Regions from separate parts of the Hordeum vulgare genome. Here region 1 is linked to region 2. A link is a contact called in public Hi-C data. All regions are on one chromosome and are shown on one strand. The core of a region is the stretch at or near the end of the contact, and the rest is flanking DNA. Distances in the headings are between cores, read along the strand shown. Region 1 holds the start of LOC123398902 (serine/threonine-protein kinase PEPKR2). Region 2 holds the start of LOC123398896 (mitochondrial uncoupling protein 5-like).

What was found. Hi-C and Micro-C count contacts between places; a contact is called where the count stands out from the background.
Region 1: a Hi-C map of seedling shows a contact between it and region 2, with 3 times the contacts expected there. The contact joins the promoter of LOC123398902 here to the promoter of LOC123398896 in region 2. A contact is called at or near these places in 2 of 6 Hi-C or Micro-C datasets (leaf and seedling) and 1 of 1 datasets of contacts at active chromatin or transcription factors (embryo).

What each region holds. Positions count from the first base shown.
Region 1 is chr5H:466,424,656-466,428,622 of MorexV3_pseudomolecules_assembly, forward strand. LOC123398902 (serine/threonine-protein kinase PEPKR2) reads left to right here and starts at 1,927. Exons shown (of 3, transcript XM_045093348.1): 1 at 1,927-2,885. The coding sequence starts at 2,144.
Region 2 is chr5H:466,156,641-466,160,905 of MorexV3_pseudomolecules_assembly, forward strand. It overlaps LOC123398896 (mitochondrial uncoupling protein 5-like), which reads right to left and starts at 1,459. Exons shown (of 1, transcript XM_045093342.1): 1 at 90-1,459. The coding sequence starts at 1,272. The coding sequence ends at 301.

The DNA of each region.
Region 1 (3,967 bases), core at 677-3,176, 270 kb after region 2:
GAACATCATGGTGGTGGTGCACCCCGGGTGGATGGTGGTGGCGATGCACCAGTTCGTCACTAGCTCTCATGGTTGTCCCATTTAGAGGTGCGGCTCATGCTCGAGCTAGGCTGCGGGCAACCACCCTTACATTAGCGCTCGCTAGTGGGGGTGGCAGCGCATGAGTGGTCGATCCTATGGGCATGCTAGTCATTTTCGGTTCCAGCACAGCCCCACTAAATCCACCATCCGGTTCCTATTTTCTTTCACTCCGCCCCTTCCCACATTGCTTTGCATCCGCACCCCCGCCTCCGTCGTTTCCGGTGTACCTCTCCGACCGCCACACATGCATTGTCGTATGTCCGCAACCAGCATCGACACGCGTGCTCGCCTTTTACGACTATGTTGTCCACCCTGAAGTCGTTTTTGCGCACGTACACTCTGTCACCCTGTTGACTACCTCCATGGCGGCAACCACGCCTCACATGTGTTCAATCAAATGGCGTTGAGCTTAACCTTGGACGCCATGTCGTTTTTCATAGTAAGAAGGATGGCAGGGTGCTCGACCATGGAGGGTTAGTTGTTGTGCGACACGTAGTTGGGCGTAACCGTGGATTTCGTAGGCAGGAGCAACCGAGAAGCACATTGCACCCTACGACATGCATATCATCCAATAACACAATGTGAGGTCATTGTCGTATCAACGATACGTCATTCAAACCATCGTCACCAAGTTTTGTCACGTCGTTGCTCAGCTGGAGGCAAAGTGACCATTGCATGCGACATAGGAGGAGATCGTAAGTTTTGCTTCTTCTGCTTAACTTGTTGATTGAATCATTCATTTACTCAATGTTGCTCTACACACAGTGTATCCTATATACATCGGCGTGGTGTACCACATGATAGAGGAACGGCCACTACGTACACATTGTTGGATGAAGCTAAATGAGCAATATGTATGACAACATGATTTGTTATTAAAAAACTTGTTGAACATCTAATTTAAGACATTGTTGTATTAGACTTATTTGCATCTATGTATAGATGATTTATGCTATTTTTTATTCAAAATTTGATAAATATTGATCTGTTTGCATGAATTTTGTCCGCTAACTTGAAACCCCATTTAAAATGTACTTTCTCTGTCCCAAAATAAGTGTCGTTGATAAAATATATACTAACTTAATACTAAATTTGCGACACTTATTTCAAAACGGAGGGAGTATATGAGAGCGGGTGGATGGCCGTCTCGGACATACGCCAAAGCAAATTTGAGGTTCAACGTTGAATATGCATATATATAGCTGTAAAAATAATCATGTGTACCCAAATCCAGATTGAAAACGTCACATCTCTGGACTTTTGGAAAAGGTAAAAAGGCCGTACTCGATCCAGCTGGCCCCGCACGGTGCTTACCAGATGCAGCGACAGCCGCATACACTGCGGCAGTCACATGCTTACGGTGTACGCAGAAGTAAATGCCGGGACACGGAACGAGCAGAGCAGAGCAGAGCAGCACCGTGCGGCGCCGCTGTCCGCACGAGCGGCCCGTGAGCCCGTAATGAACCAGGAATCCAGGATCCAAGCCAACACAAACTGTTCCCCAGCCACGGAAGCGGAGTCACGAAAGAACGAGAGTTCCACGCCACACCGTCCCCGTATCCGTATCCTTCCAGAAGCCTCCGTCCGTCGTGAAGAGGGAAAAGATCTCGCCATCAGCCTGGGCATAAAATCGGGGCGATAACCGCACCCGCACCGCAAACGGCAAAAGCCCAGGCGACGGAAAACGTCGCGTGATTTCCCCGCAGACCGCACCGCCCGCCCGCCACCGTCGCCCACCCGTCCGGCACCGTGCCAGCCATCGCGTCGGCCCACCCACCCGCCCCAGCCCGAACCGTGCCCGCCTTTGCCTTCTCCCTCCCTCCCGTGCTCCCGATCCCGAGCGGCCGAACCGACACCGAGACGCCGCCCCCACCCGCGGGAGGGACACGAGTCCAACAAAGGCAGCCCCTCCCTACCCCCACCACCACCGTCCTCATCTCCTCCTCGAGCCCCTCCCCCCCTCCTCCGCATCTCGCCACCAACCTTCCCGATCCCCAACCCCCATGATCCGCAGGAGGCGCGGGCACGCCGCCGCCTAGGGTTTCCACCCCCCGCCCCTCCGATGGAGTCGCTTCCGCGGAAGCGCAAGGGCGCGCGCTCCCTCGCCGGCTCCCTCCACGACGACTCGGCGGACCGCAAGCGGACCTGCCGGGAGCGGAAGCCGCGGCCCGAGAAGAAGAAAAAGAAGCCCTCCGCCGGCGGCGATGACGCCGCCACCGCCTCCGGCCGCGGCGGCGTGGTCATGACGGCGCCGCCGGCCAGCGGCCGGGCCACCCCGGACAGCCCCGGGAGGGGGCTCAAGCGCAAGGTCGGCTGCATCGAGTCCGCCACGCGGATAGGCCGCAAGAAGCGCCTCGAGACCGAGTACGAGCTCGGCGACGAGATCGGCCAGGGCAAGTTCGGCTCCGTCCGGATCTGCCGCGCCAAGGCCGGCGGCGAGGAGTTCGCCTGCAAGGCCCTCCCCAAGAACGGCGAGGAGACGGTCCACCGCGAGGTCGAGATCATGCAGCACCTCTCCGGCCACCCCGGCGTCGTCACGCTCAAGGCCGTCTTCGAGGACGCCGACAAGTTTTACCTCGTCATGGAGCTCTGCAGCGGCGGCCGCTTGCTGGACGAGATGGCCAGGGACGGCATCTTCTCCGAGCAGCGAGCCGCCCTTGTCATCAAGGATCTAATGTCGGTCGTCAAGTACTGCCACGAAATGGGCGTCATCCACAGGGACATTAAGCCGGAGAATATTTTGCTCACCAAGACTGGCAAGATGAAACTAGCAGATTTTGGATTGGCAGCACGAGTTACTAACGGTAAATTCTTGCTAAAATTTCACTTTGAAGCCCTACTAGATGATAAATAAGTTGTGTTCGTGGGGGTACTCTATGCTTACACAAGTTGCAACTTTGATTCACTTTATATGGCAAAATGACATCAATTAGAAGTACTAGAAGATCGACTGGAAGTTCAACATGTTTTGACGAGTGGAAGTTCAACACTGGACCATACAAGGTTTTATAATCTTTAATTAATACAATTAGTATGGTGTTGCAACATTTAGAATTGATGGATGTCCATATGAGTAATTTACCATGTTAACCAGATTACGGCGGGTTTCAGGTTTCAATCACACAGCATCTTTGCAGGTCGCCCATCTTTGTGACTCTGCATATCATCTAATCTAATGTGTTCTAAACAAGTCAAGTTGGATAGCTTTCAATTTTTGAGTCCTAGGTTGGTAGGATTTTTTTTCATGTGTCTTCTCCTCTTGCTGAATATGCTCAGAGAATGGGGGTGATGATTTGAATGTAGCCTCAAAGTCTAGCGCCCATATCTGGAATCTCTTTGTGCATTCATCTGCAAGTATCTATATGTATAGTCTGAGACCCAATATAGCATGCTTCAGACAGTTTCATGTTTCATACTTACAATCAATACTGATTGTATTCACTGAATTGTGCCAATTGGTTACGATGGTTGTGTAACTACTAACTAATCAGATAGCACTAGTTCTGCATCAAGAGTTAGGCGCTCTCATTCTTAAGTCCTTGTTGAGTCGGAAGTGGTGAATGTTTTTGTTCGGAGTCTTGTTCAAATGATGATTTCTGCACACCGACTCAGTATTTTGCACGGTATTGCAAATGAAGAAATGTTCTATATTGTACCAATTAATATGTTAAATGTTCCTTATAGTCATGATTTGGTAGCATGTGGTGCCTTGATTGAATTTTTTTGTTCGATATCCAAGGTAATTGAAGCATCACGCTAATTGATAGTTGGTTTCATTGTACTTGTGGTGTTACTGATACTAACTTTACTTATTTGCGTGGAATTTGGATGTCAACAATCTACATTGATCAATTTAATCCTTGTATTGATGTTAATTTATGGCATC
Region 2 (4,265 bases), core at 209-2,708:
CATATAGTCTACTGATATGTGTTATATGAGGAACTGACCAAGACAAAGTAGGTGGCATAGATCAAAATTCCCCACTAACTGATCAGAAATTAGCACACATCAAAATTCCCCAGTAAATGATCAGAAAGTAGCACACATCAAAATTCCCACCATAATTTATCAAATCCGTGCAGGCGCAGAGAACGGTGTGGAGCTGCAGCTTGCGATCGATGGGAGAGGAGGTGATCATAGTTTTTACCAATGGGGTACGCTACAATCCTGGGCCAGATTGGCGATGGCCATGCCGTCTTCCTGGGTCTCTCAGAAGTTGAAGTCCTTGAGCAGCTTCCGGACCTGCTCCAGCGTGACGAAGAGCACGACGGTGAAGGGTCCCTGTCGCGTCACCGTCGGAATGAAGCCCTTGTACAGCGCCAGCGCGCCCTCCGACCGCACCGTCTTGATGGCGCAGTCGATCGCGCCGGCGTACGGCGGCGGGGCGCCGGGCTCCACCTTCATGTTCATGACCCTCGTCTTGACCACGTCCACGGGGCTGGACGCCGCCGCGGCCACCAGGCCGGCCGTGAAGCTGGCCGCCACGTGCGTCGCCAGCCCGTCGCCGCCCGGGCCGCGCCGGGAAAGGATTGCCTCCTTGGCCTGGTCGTAGGTGGCCAGCTGCGACGCCGTCACGATCATGGCGCGGTTGACCGTGAGAGAGGACCCGCGCCAGAGCCTGCGCACGCCCTCGTCGCGCGCGATCCGGGTGATGGCATGAGCGACGCTTCGGTAGTTCCGCCGCTCGGCCGCGGGGAGCCGCCCGTCCGCCTGCATCCGCACCATGGCCACGTCGGCCGGGTTACCCACTGTCGCGCCGACGCCGCCGGCGACGAGCCCGGCCGCGATCTTCCGGTGCAGCGGCAGGGCGGCGCCGCCGGATTCCCGCTCCCACCTCCTCTTGATCGTGTCGTAGAGCCCCATGGAGGTCGAGGAGTAGACCGCCTGCCGCAGCACGGTTGCCGACACCCCGGAGAGCAGCCCTGCGGGGCCCTCCGCGCGCAAGATCTGCGCGCCGATGGCGATGGGCCCGGGCTTGCGCGGAGGCTGCAGGAGGTGGTCGTGGTGGTGGTGGTGCTGCACGCCGGGGGGGAACACGAGGGCGAAGCGCATGGCCGGGGCTGGGATCCGGGCCGCCTCGCCCTGTAGCTGCATGCGGACCTTGATGAGGTCGAGCGGGTGCGTCGAGCAGCCGGCGACGACGGAGGCGGCGCCGCCCTCGACGAACCCCTTCAGCCCCATGTCTCCGTCTCTGGTGTTTCGTCGGTGCGGAGGGTCATGTGTGGCTAGGAATCTGGAAGCCCCAGCGCTCGTGGGGAGGCGGAGGCGGAGGTGGAGGCGGCCGAGGTAATGGACGGCCGGGGGAGGGGAGGGGAGGGGAGGCGGGCAGTGGGGAGGGTGCCGGGCTGGGTCTCGCAACCTAGGAAGGACTTGTGGGCTTTGCCGTAGGTAGATTCGAAGGAAGTTGGTTGAACCTGGCTGGAAACTGCAAACCCTAGTTCCCGCTGGCCCACATGAGCGTGGCCAGCCCAGCGCCTTCCCTTCCATTCTGCCATTTCCTATTTGACGCCACAGCCGTCAGTTAACGTGTATTTTTGTTAACTGGCTTCTGTGGCGTTTATAGATGGGCCGGCCCATCTAGACGTCGGTTGACGTTTTTTTTAATTCTATGAACTTTTTTAAATATAGATAATTTTTTTAAAACAATCCATGAATATTTTGTAAGATTGATGAACTTTGGTCTGAAAATCGACGAATGTTTTCTAAAATTTTAAAATTCTATGAAGTTTTTTGAATATCAATGATATTTTTTGAAATTTCATTAACATACTTTTGAAAATGGACGAATTTTTATCAAAATTGATGAACTTTTTTAAGATTTATGATTTTTTTAGTTCAATGAACTTTTTTTAAAAATAAACAAACTTTTATCGAATTTCTATGAACTATTTCCAAATTTAATGAACTTTTTACAAATTGAATGATTTTTTTTTATTTCAATTACCTTTTTCAAATTTATGAACTTTTTTCAAAATTGATGAACCCTTTTAAAGATATGAACTTTAAAAATGAATGAGCCTTTTTTTAAAATCTGAAAACCTTTTTTGATTTCATATTTTTATTTTCATAACAAATTGAAAATCTAGACGTTTTTTCCTACTGGATCAACAGAAAAAACACATAAAAAAATGGGCAACACGCTGGTGGGCCGGCCCATGCGAGTAACTCTGCACGCGCTGGATCGTTAGTGGGCGCTTGCAGCGCTGCATAGGAGCTCCCTTCCATTCCTTTGGTGATTTCATGTGATGTGTTGTGTTGGTGATTGGTAGTGCGATAGCATTTTTGTGCCATGCCAATTGCCACTTCCACATCTCACTAATGGTTCATTTCTCCAACACAGAGGCGAAAGGGGGCGGAAAAGTCTTCCTTGTCCACCGCCGGCAAGGCCGCGAGCTCTCCTTTTCTCCTCTCGTCGCCCTACGGCGGCGGGAGAGAGGGGGATCCCCGGATCCACTCGTCCGGCGTGTAGATAGTGGTAGGATAGGTATATTGGGCGACGATGGTCGGTCGATGACGACGTCGCCATAGAGAATAAAGCTTTCTGGGCCTCCACCTCATCGGCGTCGTTCAATGTTGTCGAGGGGACACGAATATGTCTCTCTCCCATTCGTTTGGGACGACGGAGCAAGGTTTTCCCCGTGTGGCCTTTAAGGCGGCGATGGAGGGCGCACGTAAGGATTTTGTTCACCGGTTCCACCCACATCATGGCGGCATCTCCTCCCACGTCATCGAGGAGCCGAGAGATGTTGTATAGGATTTAGTCGTCGTTTCGGTTTAGATCCGTTTAGGACACGACTTCTGCAGATTGTTTTGTGCAAGAAGGCTCGGGTGCGGGGGTTTGTCAATGGCTTCATTTCTTCTCGGGAATGTCGTGCTCTAGATCCAAGAAGTATGAGGAGGATTCGTGGCCAACGATCCTCCTCATACTCCCCCACATGAGAGTGGACAACATGAGTGGTCACACACATACACACACCCCCGGTATAGATGGATTAATGTCATGGACAACTATCCATGATGGATATCCCAACACTACATGTTGGGTGTTCAACAATTGTGAAGGAGACAGATAAAAACATTTATGCCTGGAGATCTCAACAATATCTTGAATAGGAGGTGACGCTTACCAAAAAAACAGAAATGAGAAGAAAGAATCATAGGTGATGAGGGAAATCGAAAGAGCTTTTGGAGTCATTGGTCTAGCCTATTTTGGTTGGGCCTAACTTTGGCATTTGGTGTTTGACTTATAAGCTAGAGAGCACCTAGTTTAGGGGAGTAAATAGACGACTGTAATTTTTGTATCTTTTCTTTAGCTACTTTAGGACTAGCACGCAGAGGCGCCGCGTGTGAAGCATGTGTGTGCATTTTTGTTGTTTTATTTCAAAATAAGAGAAGGGGTGCAACAGGTTTGAGGGTGATGAGGTTGCGTAGAAAAATACACTCTCACGATGCAAACAACATGCTTAGTGCTCACTGCACGCTCACGCCAACATAGTTCCACAGGCATAGATGCATATTTGCATCTTGGTTCATATTTACAGAACAGAAGGTGCATGGTACAACTATTTGATAGAAGTATATTCGAGAGGACTCTCACGATGTAAACAACATCCTTAATGCTCACGGCACGCTAGTGCAACAAAAGGTACTAACACGACCTACATAGTTCAATGTGCATACATGCTTATGTGCATCTTGGTTCATATTTCAGAACATAAGGTGCATGGTACCACGGTTTGATAGAAGTATATTTGAGAGGTGGGCTACTTTTCCTTTGTAGTAGCTCCACTTTCGTGGGTGGTTTTTGCATGGAACATCTCTTTTGCTGCAGACCTGCATACAGTTTGACACGCTTTCGTTAGGCTTTTAATAAAATGGAGTCATGTATGTCCATTAGAAATATGTTGATTACCTCTTCTTCGACTTTGTGTCTGCAAGCTTATTGGTACCCGCTAACCTTTTCTTTCACCTTGAGCCTATCTTGTCACTCAGTGGCTTCGACGCAATCAATGCAACATGAATAGACAGACAATGTCTATAGAATATAACCATGGTTCTCCCCGGTGGGGCCTCCTTTCGTCCTCGCGCATGAGAGATCCAACGCGGGTTGATATGCATGGCCTAGTGTGGTGACCCCGACTTATAAGTCGTGATCACCGAATGTACGTGCTCAC